2 separate regions of the Sus scrofa genome follow, and region 2 is linked to region 1. Evidence: chromatin contacts called from public HiChIP or PLAC-seq data. All regions are on one chromosome and are shown on one strand. Each heading gives the region's core, a stretch centred on a gene start, on an enhancer-like site or on the middle of the called end of the contact. The rest is flanking DNA. Distances are from core to core; before and after follow the strand shown. Region 1 holds the start of C7H6orf62. Region 2 holds the start of GMNN (geminin).

Evidence for each region. HiChIP or PLAC-seq counts read pairs in DNA pulled down with a chosen protein or histone mark.
Region 2: an H3K27ac HiChIP or PLAC-seq map of alveolar macrophages shows a contact between it and region 1. The contact joins the promoter of GMNN here to the promoter of C7H6orf62 in region 1. A contact is called at or near these places in 1 of 5 promoter capture datasets (fetal liver), 10 of 47 Hi-C or Micro-C datasets (alveolar macrophages, blood, brain and 4 more) and 1 of 2 datasets of contacts at active chromatin or transcription factors (alveolar macrophages).

The regions. Positions count from the first base shown.
Region 1 is chr7:19,520,464-19,527,658 of Sscrofa11.1, reverse strand. It overlaps C7H6orf62, which reads left to right and starts at 2,754. Exons shown (of 5, transcript XM_001928389.6): 1 at 2,754-5,157; 2 at 6,990-7,166. The coding sequence starts at 5,029. It also overlaps the pseudogene LOC110261734.
Region 2 is chr7:19,582,540-19,589,734 of Sscrofa11.1, reverse strand. It overlaps GMNN (geminin), which reads right to left and starts at 3,767. Exons shown (of 7, transcript XM_003128203.5): 1 at 3,591-3,767; 2 at 1,336-1,393. The coding sequence starts at 1,386.

The DNA of each region.
Region 1 (7,195 bases), core at 1,505-4,004:
TTAAGGATCTGGCGTTGCCATGAGCTGTGGTGTAGGTCAAAGATGGGGCTTGGATCCTGTGTTGCTATGGCTGTGGTGTAGGCCGGCAGCTATAGCTCTGATTTGACCCCTAGCCTGGGAACCTCCATATGCCAAGGATGCAGCCCTAAAAAGCAAAAAAAAAAAAAAAAAAAGACATTTCATAACAAGGATGTAGAGAAATTAGAGCGCTCATACACTGCTGTCTAGAATCTAAAATGGTGCTACCACTTGGTAAAAACAGTCTGGCAGTTTCTCAAATGGTTGAAGATAGAGTTAACATTTGCCCCAGTAACTCCACTCAAGAGAATAGAAAATATAAGTCTACACAAAAACCATGGCACCGAGAAGTTCCTGGGCCAGGGATCAAACCTGAGGACCAACAGTATCCAGAGCCACATCAGCGACAACACTGGATCCTCAACCTACTGAGCCACCATAGAGGACTCCTGATTTGTACACTTTAAATAGATAAATTCTGTGGTGTGTGAATTACATTTCTAAGGAAGTTTTTATTTTTAATCTTCTATGGCAATGAGCATGGATACAAATCGGGGCCAGATCAAGAAGACATGAACAAATATTAGTGAGGCAGAGGAGTTACTGATTATACAAGTTTCTTATCAGATATGTAATTGCAAATTTTTCCCCCTTTTAGGGCCACACCTGAGGGATATGGAAGTTCACAGGCTAGGGATCGAACCAGAGCTGCCAGCCTACAACACAGCCATAGGAATACCAGATCTGAGCCTTGTCTGAGAACTTCACCACAGCTCACAGCAATGCTGGATCATTTAACCTACTGAACAAGACCAGGGATCAAAGCCAAATCCTCATGGATCCTAGAGTCCGGTTCGTTGCCGATGAGCCACAATGGGAACTCTTATAATTGTAAATATTTCCTCACATTCTGTGGGTTGTGTGTGGGTTTGACCTTTCTTGGTGTGGTGGTGTTTGCAACACAAGTTTTTAATTTTGTTTAAGTCCATTTTATCTGTTTTTTTTCTTTTGTTTCTTTTATGGTTTTTTTGTTTGTTTGTTTTTGTCTTTTTAGGGCCGATCCTTGGCATATGGAGGTTCCCAGGCTAGGGGTCAAATCAGAGCTGTAGCTGCCAGCCTACACCACAGCCATAGCAACACAGGATCCAAGCCCCATCTTTGACCTACACCACAGCTCATAGCAAGCCGGATCCTTAACCCACTGAGTGAGGCCAGGCATCAAACCTGAAACCTCATAGTTCCTAGTGGGATTCATTTCCCCTTTGCCACGACGGGAGCTCCTCTTTTATGTTTTTTTTAAAACAATGTCATAAACTGCCAGAAATCCTCAATTTTACCCATGTGAGTTTTCTTAACAGTTATCATTATGTGATTGCGAAATTCAATCAGGGAAAATACTAGCCAAATGCTAGATTTATCTTTCAAGGTTAATAATCATTTGGAAACCTCAGGAATCTCACCCTTAAGTTGTGAACAATTTATTCTAAGGGTCAAATTATTATTTTGGCTCATAGGTGAAAAAAATATCATTATAGGCAATCTATTTTGATTTTACCAAGTGAAGGGCAGTAATATGGACAATCAAGAGAGTTCTAAAATTTCATCAGAGAGTAGGTCATAAAGGATTATGTAGGTTTTGCTTTTGTTGAAGGTTGACCTTAGCTGATTACTTTTTTTTTTTTTCTGATTATTTAACTGAGTTTTTATAGGCACGTTGGAGCTCTGAAAATTGGGACTCAGTGCCCCTTGGTGCCAAAGACGTGTGATCAGAGATGTGTGAGTCCGTCTCCCAGTCCCCTCTCTTCATATTTTGAGGAAGACAGAAAACCACGTAAGGGACAAGCCCTAAGTCTAGGGTCCTGAGGGATCACCATAGAAATTGTGTTGTATAAAGTAGGTTTAAAATGCTCCACGAGGCAGGTCAGCCGTTTCTCTCCTAAGGCACGGCAGCAACGCTCCAACGGCGTCTTCGACCTTTTAACGCCCTCTCTCCCTGCGCACGTGGCGAGGTGGGGGACAGAGCCTTGTGCGACGGAGCCAGCGTGCAGCAGAAAGCATGAGCCACCTTCTGTGCACGCTGTTTAGATTCCAAGTATTGGAGATTAACTCTCAGTAGCAGGATACCGCGGGGCCGACCCCCCCCCCAAAAGGACTACCAATCAGTGGGTTAGAAATAAAGCCACTACGAGGAAAAAGGAGAATCTCCGCCTACTCGTCCAATACACACTTTCTTTTCCTCCTTCACCCCGCCCCACCTTCGCAGACTCTCCGCCCACCGGCTCCGCCCCGTCCTCCCGCGCCCAGCCGGAGTCTCCAAGGCGGAGACCCGGGAAGAGAGAGCCCATCCGGGTGCCTGGTCGGGGAGGGCATAAGGGCGTGGCTTTATGACGACGGCGGTGGGAGGGTGGCGAGTGGCCAACTCCGGAGACTGGGCCCTCCTGACAGAGGGGGCGGAGGGAGAATGGGTAGTTCCTTTCCACGCCCTATGGAAACTCCCTACTGGGCAAGAGGGGAGTCTTCATCCTCAAACTCCCCTTTGAGGCGGGAATATTACCTAAAAAGTTTAATTTCAAAGAGTCACCCTTTTAAAAGCTTGCTCACACCTTCTCCTGCTCTTCTTTCCTTCTTCCTTGATAACCACACAAAGCTTCCTACTCCCACCAGTCTTTTCTCCCCCTTCACTTCTGCGCAGATGGAGGCGGCCCGCGGGGGTGCGCCGCCGCAGAGAGTTCTGGGCGGTGCCGGTGAGGGGCGGGTGACGCAGCGGCCGTCGCTGCCATTTTAAGTTGTTTGTTCTCGCGTCCCTGCTCAAACGCGATTCTGCCCCGGATCCGGGAGGCGCCCGAGGTCGCTGCCGCCGCTTCCGCAGCCACCGGTGGGGGGGATCGAGGCTGGGTCACCGCGGACGCCCACCCTTCGCTTCGGCTTTTCCCCCCTCCGGGTTTCCTCGACCTTATTTCCTGAGAGACGGGACGCGACCCTTGGGGAGAAGAAAGACTCCAGAGCAGATGCTGGAACTGCAATAACTTTATTTGGGGGGGTTTACTTCGCTGACAGACCCCCTTAGCGCAGGGCTCCCCTCCCTTTTTCCCCTCCCCCCCGCCGCCAGTACAACTCCGACCCCCCCCTCTTCCTCCTCATTCCTCTTCCTGCTCCTCTCTTTCTCTCGTCGTCTCCGCCGTCCCCGCGTCCTTCCCCCTTCGCCGCCGCCCGGGGCGCCGAGCCAGACTATGGGGCCCAGGTCGGGGCTGAGCGGCGGCAGCAGCGCGGGCGGCCCGGTCACAGTGCGCACTGCAGCGGGGATGGAGGGGCTCAGTTGGCTGGTGGTTTTCTCTTGACATGGCTCCTGCCCGTGCTGCGAGCAGCGCCCCCGCCGCCGCCTTCTCTTCCGCCGCCGCCGCCACCGCTCCGCCCGCAGGCTGCGGCTAGAGGGCCCGAACCCCGCCCGAGAGTCGGTCAGTGAGTCCCGGTCTCCGCGGGGACAGGGAGGGGACTTCCCCGTCACCCACCCCAGCTATCTGGGGTCCACCCCCTGCCCCTTGGGGAAGCCAACTAACGACCCCGCCCTAAACGATCCAAACTGGGGAAACATGGTCTGTTCCACGTGAGAGCTAGCGGAATCCGGGAACTTGTTTTCTTTTTTTCTTGGGGGGGTGGGCATACTTTAAAAAGTAATTAATATTAACGCAACTATTTTCTTTTCTTCCCACTGATCTTTCCCATTTACCCTCTCCCGCCTCCTCTACCCGGGCGGGTATTGTTGCCACGATGAAATGAGTGAAAACTCGAGTGATCCAGTGTCTCCCGTGGTGCGAGTGAGTCGCTGCAGCTGAAGGCAAAGGGTGGGGGTGGGACCTGGGAGGTGGAAGGCAGGTGGTCCCCGGGCACTGCCTGGGATTTGGGAGAAGAACCCGCCACCTTTGCCTCAGCAATGCTCGCAAGAAGATAAGTTGCACTCCCCACGGTCTTGCACGGGGGCAAATTCATAGGGAAGGCTCCCTCGGGGCATGTAGGACTCATTGCAGGACTGGGGCTGTTGGGAACCCGGGCATTAATCAGGTCTAACCACAGAGCCGGAATCATTATATCGTATTAAGCCCCCCTTTCCCTCTGCCATCATGATTCTCCTTGGCAGCAGCATTAGCAGCCGCCTGAGGGTGAAAATGTGGGTGATGGGGAAGTTGGCAGTGACTCCGCTGTTTTTTCTTATGGCTCCTTTGGGCAACAGCTGCCCGCCCCCGGTATACACTGTAGTTGATTGCAGGGAAACCCTGTACCTCTCCCCTTCCTTCTCTACCGATTTTGCACTTTTCTCTTTGCTCACTACCAAGTGTAATCAATAACAGGCACTGACAATACATAGCAATAGTGAAATCTGAAATAACTAAGAGTTAATTAGGTACCACAGCCATGGATCTGGTTGGGTAAAATTCAATTGGATATTTCAGTTTCATTCGCCTACCCTGTTTTGGTGTTTGGGGGGATTATTTTGGTGGCTTTTTTTTACTTTTTTTTGATATTTGGAAAGGATTACATTCCCCCTCCCTATTCCTTTTCATGATCTCTTCTCCAAAAAAAGGGAAAAAAATCCGGATGGATTTTAAGGATTGGACTGGTGTCAGCTGTGTTTTATTGCACACCTAAATCCTATTAATAGGTTTTTCATTTTCCCCACCTTTATTTTGGCAGTTGAGCCAAATGTGTTTTCTAAAAAGTTAGTTCAAGCATTTCCTCCTCTTTCTTTCCTTCCTCCCTTTCCTTTTTCCCATCCAATCCCAAACTTTATTGTCCAAACATGACTGGACAGCAGCTTTTGTTTCTTGACCCTGTAATATGACAGTCTGCTAATATTGCCAGAAGGTGCAGTTTTTTGGTTACAGTCCTGATTTTAGCTATCCAATCATATTAGCAGGAAAAAAATGACTTGTTTCTGTTGTACTTGAGTCTTAAGAAAAGTGCCCATAGTTTAGTGACAATTTCCAAAGGCTTTAGTACCACCTGTATTTCAAAATGGGGGACCCAAACTCCCGGAAGAAACAAGCTCTGAACAGACTACGTGCTCAGCTTAGAAAGAAAAAAGAATCTCTAGCTGACCAGTTTGACTTCAAGATGTATATTGCCTTTGTATTCAAGGAGAAGGTAATTTAAAGTTCTTAATGTGAATTAGCCCAAGTGATTATTCTAAGTGTATAAAGTTGTTAGGTTAAAGAGTGGTTGACAAGTCTACATTTGTATGCTTTGACCCTTAAGGGGTGTTCTCTCGGAGGAGTTGTGGTATAACTGAATGGAAGGCTTCAGTACTCATTGGTTTGGAAATAATTCCAAAGCTTTAGTATAGATCCACTTTTAGTTAACGTGAGGTGGGTAACATCGTCAAGCTCATTTATGTTTTACAATATATTTCCTTTACCTGGAGTTACATAGAGAACTTGATAACTGAATTTAAAGACTGTCTATAGAATATTTGAAAGTAATAGAATCAAAATATTTATATGCTGAGAGCAGCCTGGTTCTTCAGCTCCATGTTGTAGGTGCTTTTTCTCATGGTACATGTAATGAAATAAAAGTGTGCCTTCATTTTTAGCAACAGTAAATTACTGTAATGGTTAATTTGTGTTTAGAAGTGCAATTTATTAAGAATGACCAAAAGCAGTTTAATTTTTTGGTTTTTTTGGTCTTAATCAGGATTAATTCCACACTTCAGAAGCAAATAATGGGTTGTGAATAGTCAAGGAGAACATAATAAAAGCAATGTTTGTGGGGAGGAATTCCCTCATGGCCTGGCAGGTTAAGGATCTGATGTTGTCAGTGATGGCTCTGGAACTTCTACACCTGGGCACAGCCAAAAAAAAAAAAAAGCAGTAGATTTTTCTGCAACTTAAATGGATAGTTTGTTAATCGATCTATATTTGAATGAGGTTAGATGATGACATTAAGGGAATACTACTTTGATTTGGGGCTTAAATTATGAGCTAATTTCACATCAGAAACATCTTGGTATGGTATCTATTTGATACTTGAAAGTTTCCTGATTTTTATCCTACTGTTATTAGTATTTAAGAATGCTCTTAGCTGCTAGAGTATAGCATTTTAGAGTGTTTTCACAAGTGGTTGGTTTTGAAATGATTGTCCCAAATAGGGCAGTATCATGGGTTTACTTTTTTTTGTTGTTAGTAAGTTGACTGCAGAATTGATAAGAAGAGATAATTACAAGCAATTATAATGTAGGTTCACTGGAAAAAATACAAGATGTGAGTAGTGAGACTATATCTTTGCATTTGATCATTAAGATGTCTCAGATTACACCACCTAGTTCTTCTAATGCCTATGAAAACCTGCTTTTATTCTATGGCCAGACAGTACTCAGGCAGTTGTCCTGAGCAGTTCTGAATTCTGTAACCTAAATTGATGAGCCCTTGGTCTTAACTAAATTTGAAGACTTTTTTTAAACTAAATTTGGTAGACATTTTTTTTCCCTTCCTTTGAATATTGACACTTGTAGTTATATAATATCCAGAAGGAGTAATGGAAATTGACCCTTTCAAGGAATAAAACAGTTAATTTGTCTTAAGAGCTTTGTTTTTAAACGGAGATTGTAATTTTGCTGTCTGTAGAACCAGTTAAATTATATCAAGGGTAACTTGCTTTTTTAACCTTATGGGTATTTGGTGTTTGTTTTTAAATATTGTTTAAAATATTTGCTCTATTGTTTAAAGTATTTGTTATGGATACCATAATGCTATAAAACCCTGCAGATAAATATTCTCCTATTTATGTGTGGTTGGGGAGTTAAAGGGGTTGGGGGAAGAGCAGAATGATCCACCTATTTGAAAATCTGTTTTCAGTACAAAAATGACTTCATTTAAGAATTTTGCTGAGTTAAAGGTACATGACATTTATGTAATATGAACCCTGGGTGTTCAGAGACGTGCTACCAGTGGGTTAATACAGCTCTTATTTTTTTCTTGTAGAAGAAAAAATCAGCACTTTTTGAAGTGTCTGAGGTTATACCAGTCATGACAAATAATTATGAAGAAAATATCCTGAAAGGTGTGCGAGATTCCAGCTATTCCTTGGAAAGTTCCATAGAGCTTTTACAGAAGGATGTGGTACAGCTCCATGCTCCTCGATACCAGTCTATGAGAAGGGTAAGTCCTGTTTTTAAGTCTTGATTTGA
Region 2 (7,195 bases), core at 2,518-5,017, 61 kb before region 1:
CAGGTCCTTTTATATCTCAGATAGCTATACTGCAGCTAGTAAATATTAGATTTCTCTTTAAATATTACTATCTGCTGAAATTATATAAATTATTTGTCTGGGATTTGATTCAAAATAAATCAGTGGAGGAAAGGGGGAGTGAATGGAGATGGTGATGAAACAAGGCTGGCCATACACTGATAATTGTTGAAAATGGGGGAAGTAAATTGAAATGCTATTGACTCTATTTTTGAGTATTTAAAAATCTTCATTATAAAAAGCTTAAAAACATACATACAAAACAGTGGGAAGATGTCATCATCCTGAATAGCTGATGGAATCAAATTCACAAATTATCAACACAAAGTATTATTCAAGAAAAACAATGTAAGGAAGATACTAAGACAAGGTAAACAACTTATCAAAAAAGCAACTGCTATCATTTACGAAAAGCTTTTTATTTATACTATTCAGTTTAAGTCTGCAAACTGGTACGCCTTCCTGACAATGTGGTCTCATTCTCAGGAATCCTGAGAATAGATCTAGTCTAAATTCTATGATAAGACCTAGCTAAGCTGTACATTCATTTAGAACTGTAAGAGTGAAGCCAGTCAAAATTACAGACTCAAAATTAAGCTCTGTCTTCACTGTTATAAACAAACATTTGGGAGGTTTCCAGTGACTGTATAATACAAGGATTCAAAAGGTGTGGCAAACAAGCAGGTTAGATGGTAATGAGTATGATGTACCCTGAAACTATACAAAGTACAATGCAAAATGTGTCTCTGCAGTCAAAGATGCTAACCTAAACACCAAGGATTTTAATAAAATCATTGCATGAAATTTAAGAGTAGAAACAAAGCAATAATAGTCTTATATATAGAACATCCTAAGGAATCTACTAAAAAACTATTTGAACTAAATAAAAACAAGTTTGGCAAGGTTGCAAGATACAAGACCAAGAGACAAAAATCGACTGCGTTTCTGTATAGTAGGCACACCAAAAATTTAATTAAGGAAATGACTCCATCTACAATAGCTTAAAAAAACAATACTTAAGAAAAAATTTAAAAAGTGAAAACCTCAAAAACTATGAAAACTACATAACTTTGTTGAAAGAAAAGAAGACCTAAATGGATGGAAAGACATCCCATATATGTGGGTCAAAAAACTTAATATGCAACCATAATTAATTTTTAAACAAGTTCTTTATTGTTACTTGTCCTCACTGAAAATTTAGTATTTCAAAGTTTACAGAAATTATAGCCAGGTAATATATAACATGTGACTAAATTGTGTCAAAAAACATCTAACCATATGCTCTCTACAAGAGATTAAAGTGATTGCATCACATACCTTTACATTCTCTTGGATTCCTTCCTGTTTCTGCTTCATGCTGGGATTCATTATACACCTGGTCAGGAACAGAAGACTGCACATTCAAAAGCAGAATACAGACTGCATGAAAAGGTTTTTTTTGTTGTTGAAAGTACAATCATAAAAATCAAAACAATCAAAGAAAAATGATGGAATTATCATTTCTCATTGTGCCCAAACTCAGCTCTGTCACTTGTTAAAGTGCCTAAAGCTAGTGACTCTTAGTATCTCTATACACATAAACACAACACACACACACAATTCTACCTAGAAGAATACTGCTATAAAAGGAAAAATCTGTATTCTAAACAAATTTACAAAACATGTTGGTGACCTGGATTAAATACAGAAAGATGTGGAAAATGGTCACCAGGAAGAACAAACCTGAGACTTGGGTATGCCCAAGTCTATGTATTAAAGAAGAGCATCCTAACTTTGCTGTTTCACAGATTTAAGCTATCATAAACTTGGCTCTGGAAACCAGCAATAGCTTAACTGTGACTTAATATCCAGTCAAATTAGATTATGTATTTATATTTGCAGGCAATGTTTAACCACCACCACACATGGAGACACTGATGGAAGCAAAGAAAAGGGAGCAGGGAACAAAGCGGTATGTAATGTTGCTAAACCACTGGGCCAGACTCACTCCAAACATAACTCTGAACTTCCCAGCCAAGAACAGATCTTCCTGATTTCTGTGGTCCTGCCTTCCTTTACTCAGTGCAGTGGCTTTCTAACTTTTGACTATGATCCATCTCGCGTGAATACATTTTATAAACCGTGCCCTAGGGCACACAAATGCCAACGAAAAAGCTTAGGAAACAAAGCTTCACCTAATTGTGTGATGTACCCTATTTTCCATTCTATTTCATGTTAAGCAAATGCTGGTCAGGACCAACTAAACTGAGCCAGGACAATGATTTCCAAACTGCGGGTGGCAGCCTGGGATTCCAAAATCACTTAGTAGGTGTTTGAAAAAATGTAACTGAACAAAACTGAAGAGATGAGAAAACATCAAAATGCATGGCATGTGAGTAATAAATAGTGTTTCGTGAAGGTTCTAATTTAGTTGGAGGGTTGAGTCCTAAACCGTTATGTGAAAAATGTGCTTTAGTATATGCCACGATTTTAAAAGATGAACAGCAACAAGAATCAAGTCTTCACGTAGGAGTTCCCGTCGTGGCTCAGTGGTTAACAAATCCGACTAGGAACCATGAAGTTGAGAGTTCGATCCCTGCCCTTGCTCAGTGGGTTAACGATCTGGCGTTGCCGTGAGCTGTGGTGTAGGTTGCAGACTCGGCTTGGATCCTGCCTTGCTGTGGCTCTGGCGTAGGCTGGCAGCTAGCTGCCAGCTCCGATTCGACCGCTAGCCTGGGAACCTCCATATGCCGCGGGGGCGGCCCAAGAAAATGGCAAAAAAGACAACAACACAAAAAAGTCTTCACTTGTTCATTACACTCCCGCCAACAACCTTACACCCTCACTTACTTTTTATTACCTAGGGTTTTTTTTTATTTAATTTTTTTTGGCCGCACCCGCAGTATGTGGAAGTTCCTGGGCCACAGATCGAATCTAAGCCGCTACAGCGACAATCCGGTTCCAAAACCCGCTGCGCCACAAGGGAACTACCTTATCTAATTTTTTAAAATAATTAGATTGAACTCTAGCATAGCACTGGGTTCTAGGAAATTCTGATAAACAGGTGAAACTAAATGTCATCAAGTCCAGTTTTTTTTAAATGAGAGACGCGGAATTCAGGGACACCCCTCGGGTCACCGCCAGTTGCTTACTGGTCAAGAGGGTGGTCCGCCTCATCCCGAAAGCCAGGCACGCCCAAGCTGGTGTCCTCACACGAACCAGCTGCACACAAGCCACCCCGCGACCCCGCCACCTAGTCCTGGGGACACAGGGAGGGAGAAACCAGCAAGGGGCGGACAATCCGGGCCGCGCGCCGGGGCCCTCCAACCGCAGAGCGCGCGTCAGGGACGGCGCGCGCCAGCCAATAGCGAGCGCGGAGGAACAGCGCGCCAAAAACCGACCTAACCAATGGGGCAGCCCCGAGCCTCACCTCCTTCCCCCCCGTCCCGGCTGCCGGGACGGTTCAACAGTCCTTTCACTAAGACTCCGGCAGCTGTCACCGGAGTGCGCGACTTCCGGCCGGCCGAAGCCCAAAGTGGCTCGTCCAGCAGCCTCTGCGACCCACTCTCTCTGGTCACCTCTCTCACACTTACCGGGTGGAAGCAGGAAATCCTTGTAACGAACGCAGGTAGCTGTGGTAGCGGCGCCTCGCAGAGGGTCCAAAACCAACCCGCGTTCGTACCCACAGGGGCTGGACTCCTGCCGGGTGGCGACTGTAAAAGAGTAAAACTCCACCCTCCGGCTCCGGGCGGCCACGTGACCGTCTGGCGCGTGACGGAGGGCGGGGCCACCTGAATCCGGCGAATGGCCTTTCGCCTCCGCCCTCTTCGGCCCCCTTCCCTTTTCTGCGCCTGCGCGTAGGGCGTAGCAGGTATTTGGGTCGGGAAGTCGGCGGTCTTAACTCCGTGGGTCACTTGTACCCTCGGCTTTTGCACTTCGACCTGCACTGGGAACTTCCTCCAGATTCGAATGTTTTTTTTGCTCTTTACAAGCGGGGCAAAGGTCTGCCCCCGCTAGACAAACATCGGGAGAACAAAATATTTTATATATAGTACAGGACTTGTTCTGTAAAGCCTTCGATCCACGGCCTCCTAAATGTGTTAAGACCGTTTATATTTTGGCGCTTTGTATATGACTATATTGTGTTGTAGTAGTGCCAGAAGGCCTAATCCTGCAAGGAATACTAATAGTCATCCTAATATTCGTACAAAGTACTGTTCTAGGCACCGGAATGCAATGGCTATTGCAATTTGAAGGAGCAGAAAAACCTAAGTGATAATTGCGTCTAGCTTTTTTTTTTTTTTTCTAGTCATTTCACAAACTTCTCAACTTTCTGGGCATAGTACATTTCAGTTTATCAGGGTATTGTTAAATCTTTTTTTACACCAACCATAGCTATTAATACAAGTCTTTTTTCCCATTTCTTAACTTTGGTGGGATTGTCATTCTCAGAAGGAAAGAAGTATCTCCTGACTATGCTTAGCACCGCCTTTAGGAAATGTTTTGTTAGCCCCATACCCTGCCATCCTGCGTGCCCACCTCCTGCCACCTGCACCACTGGAATTCTTTTTGAAAGAGCTCAAAGTATACAAAGCATAGTCCTAGGATTCTAGTTTTCTTTGGGGGAAAATGTAGCGTGAAAATCTAAATTCTAAATAAGGGAAACAATCCATTGGTTGGAGAGCTATCCCTAGACGACTGTGTTTCCAGAGTAAAAATTCTGATGATCAGCGTGGTAAGTATAAGTACTGTGTAATTTGACTTTGAAACACCAGCCAGTCAAAGTAGTAAATCTGACTTCTAATTTCTTCGTTCAGCCACGTGGTAAAAAGACATCACTGATGAAAAGAGCCCGAATAGTAAGTATATATTAAAAATATATAAAAAGTTACATTCAGGTAGTCTGTACTAAGTATAGCATAAAGCAGAGTACCTAATGTTATTTCTTTCCAGAACGAAAAAGCTGGGAGAGAAAAATGTCTTCCATATGAAAGTGATAACCAAACCAGAAGGCTAGAACCTAGAGGTTACCATAGTTAGAAATCTACAGAGGCAATAAGAGAATTGAGTTTCTAGATGTATCATGAAGCCCACCTACCCCCAATGTTATATGTAGTTGCTAATACTATTGGTTAGTTTTGGAAAGGCATGGAGAGACTTTTACTTTATTCATTTTAGTGTTGTTTGACTTTTTTTAAGTTCAACATAAAGGAAATGATGCCTTCTTTAGGAAAAAATTGTGAAGCCCCCAGATTTTGAAGCGTTTCACCCTCTGCTTTGCCTCCTAAATGAGTGGATGTAACAAATTAACTAATTCAGCTTTATACCTGTGCAGTTCAGTTGGGTGGCCACTAGCCACTTGATAGCTTTTGAGCACTTGAAATGTGGCTAGTCTTCATTGAAAAGTGCTGTCATGTAAAATACATATCAGATTTCAAAGAGCTAGTATGAAAAGAACGTGAAATATTTCCATGATTTTTTGTATTGAGTATGTGTTGAAATAATCTTTGGATATATTGAGTTGAATACAAATATTGTTAAAATTAACTTCCCTTTTTTTTAACATGGCTACCAGAAAAAAAATTTTAATTATAGATGTGGTTTGCATTTGCATCTCACATTTTATTTCCGTGGGGCCTTGCTGCTCTAAACTACCCTAATGTATGTAATCCTCCTGAATCTTTTCAGTAGCCCTGTGAGGTAAATGTTTTCTACTCTCTTTTTTACAACTCAGAGGCTAAGTCATGAGTCCAAGATCTCATACAGGTAGGCAGTGGTAGACTGAGACTTTACGTCTTCTGACTCAGAGTTCACATATGGTGGAGTTCCCCTGGTGGCTCAGTGGTTAATGAATCCGACTAGGAACCATGAGGTTGCGGGTTCGATCCCTGGCCTTGCTCAGTGGGTTAAGGATCCGGTGTTTCCGTGAGCTGTGGTGTGGGTTGCAGACGCGGCTTGGATCTTGCTTCGACTCTGGCATAGCCTGGCCACTGCAGCTCCAATTAGACCCCTAGCCTGGGAGCCTCCATAGGCCATGGGTGTGGCCCTAAAAAAGCTAAATAAATAAATAAATAAATAAAACTATTCCTCAAGAGTCAGAGGATCCTCAAGCCCCCAAAGTACTGGTGACTGTCTCCAAAATACATGTTTTCACATTGCTTTTTAAGAACAATTTCTAAGAAAATAATTTTGCAGGTATCTGGGAAAAAGTTATAAGTAGTTAATCTTTAATTAGAGTTTTTCTCCGGAATCCAAATATAGTGTCTTATCTGGTCTTATCTTCGGTAGGAAACCGTGGGTATTGACAGGGTTAAGTTTAAGCAGTAACTGTGGCTCACATATAAAGGGGGAGGGAGGATCATGAAATAGGAATGAAGATAATAGCATGTGTTTAAAAAATTAAAATTGCCCCAAAGGACAGTAGCCAGACATGTTCAGGAAGGTACAGGAGACCTTCTGGGTCGTTGGCTTCCCAGTACAGGAAGAGGCAGGTCAAGTAAGCTACATTACATCTCCCCTCTTAGTAGCTTTCAGGACAAGTTTCCATCAGCCAGTAAAAAGAACAAGTCTATTCTACTTTGGGGGAGAAATTTTATCAGTTATTACAGGTTTCAGTTTAATAAAATATCTCAGATTGCATGCAACAGACACTAACTGGTTAACATCAGAAAAAAGAGAACATTCATGGAGGGGGAAGGGGAGAAATCATGAGGACAGCTCTGGGGACTTCAACAGCAGGGGTCATTAGACTCTGTCTCTGGGATCTTCCCATTAGTGTAATGTAGCTCCAGTGACAGTCTGTGTCCCTATGATCCACACTTCATATTCCTGGGAAAGAGAATCTTATTGGCTCTGCTTGGGACAAGTGGTCCAATAAGGTCTGGCTGAGATGTGTGCAGAGCCAAGGTGTCCTGGTACACTGTCCCTAAATACACCGTATCCCCCCACCCCAGGTGTAAGGGCTGCTCCTGGAGAAGAGTGGATGGCGGCTACCCTAAGAGGCCTCCTTCAGGCATTAAAAATAGATAACAAGTTCACTAAAGATCACCACACTCAGAGGGTGGAGGTAAAATGACTTAAGAAATAACTTAGGATGGACCTTTGCATTTGAGCCGGGAGTAGACTCTTTAGTCATTGAACTCTTTACCTGTCAGTTCCTGCTACTCTGGAAAGTAGAGAAAAGCAGGGATGTTCCTTA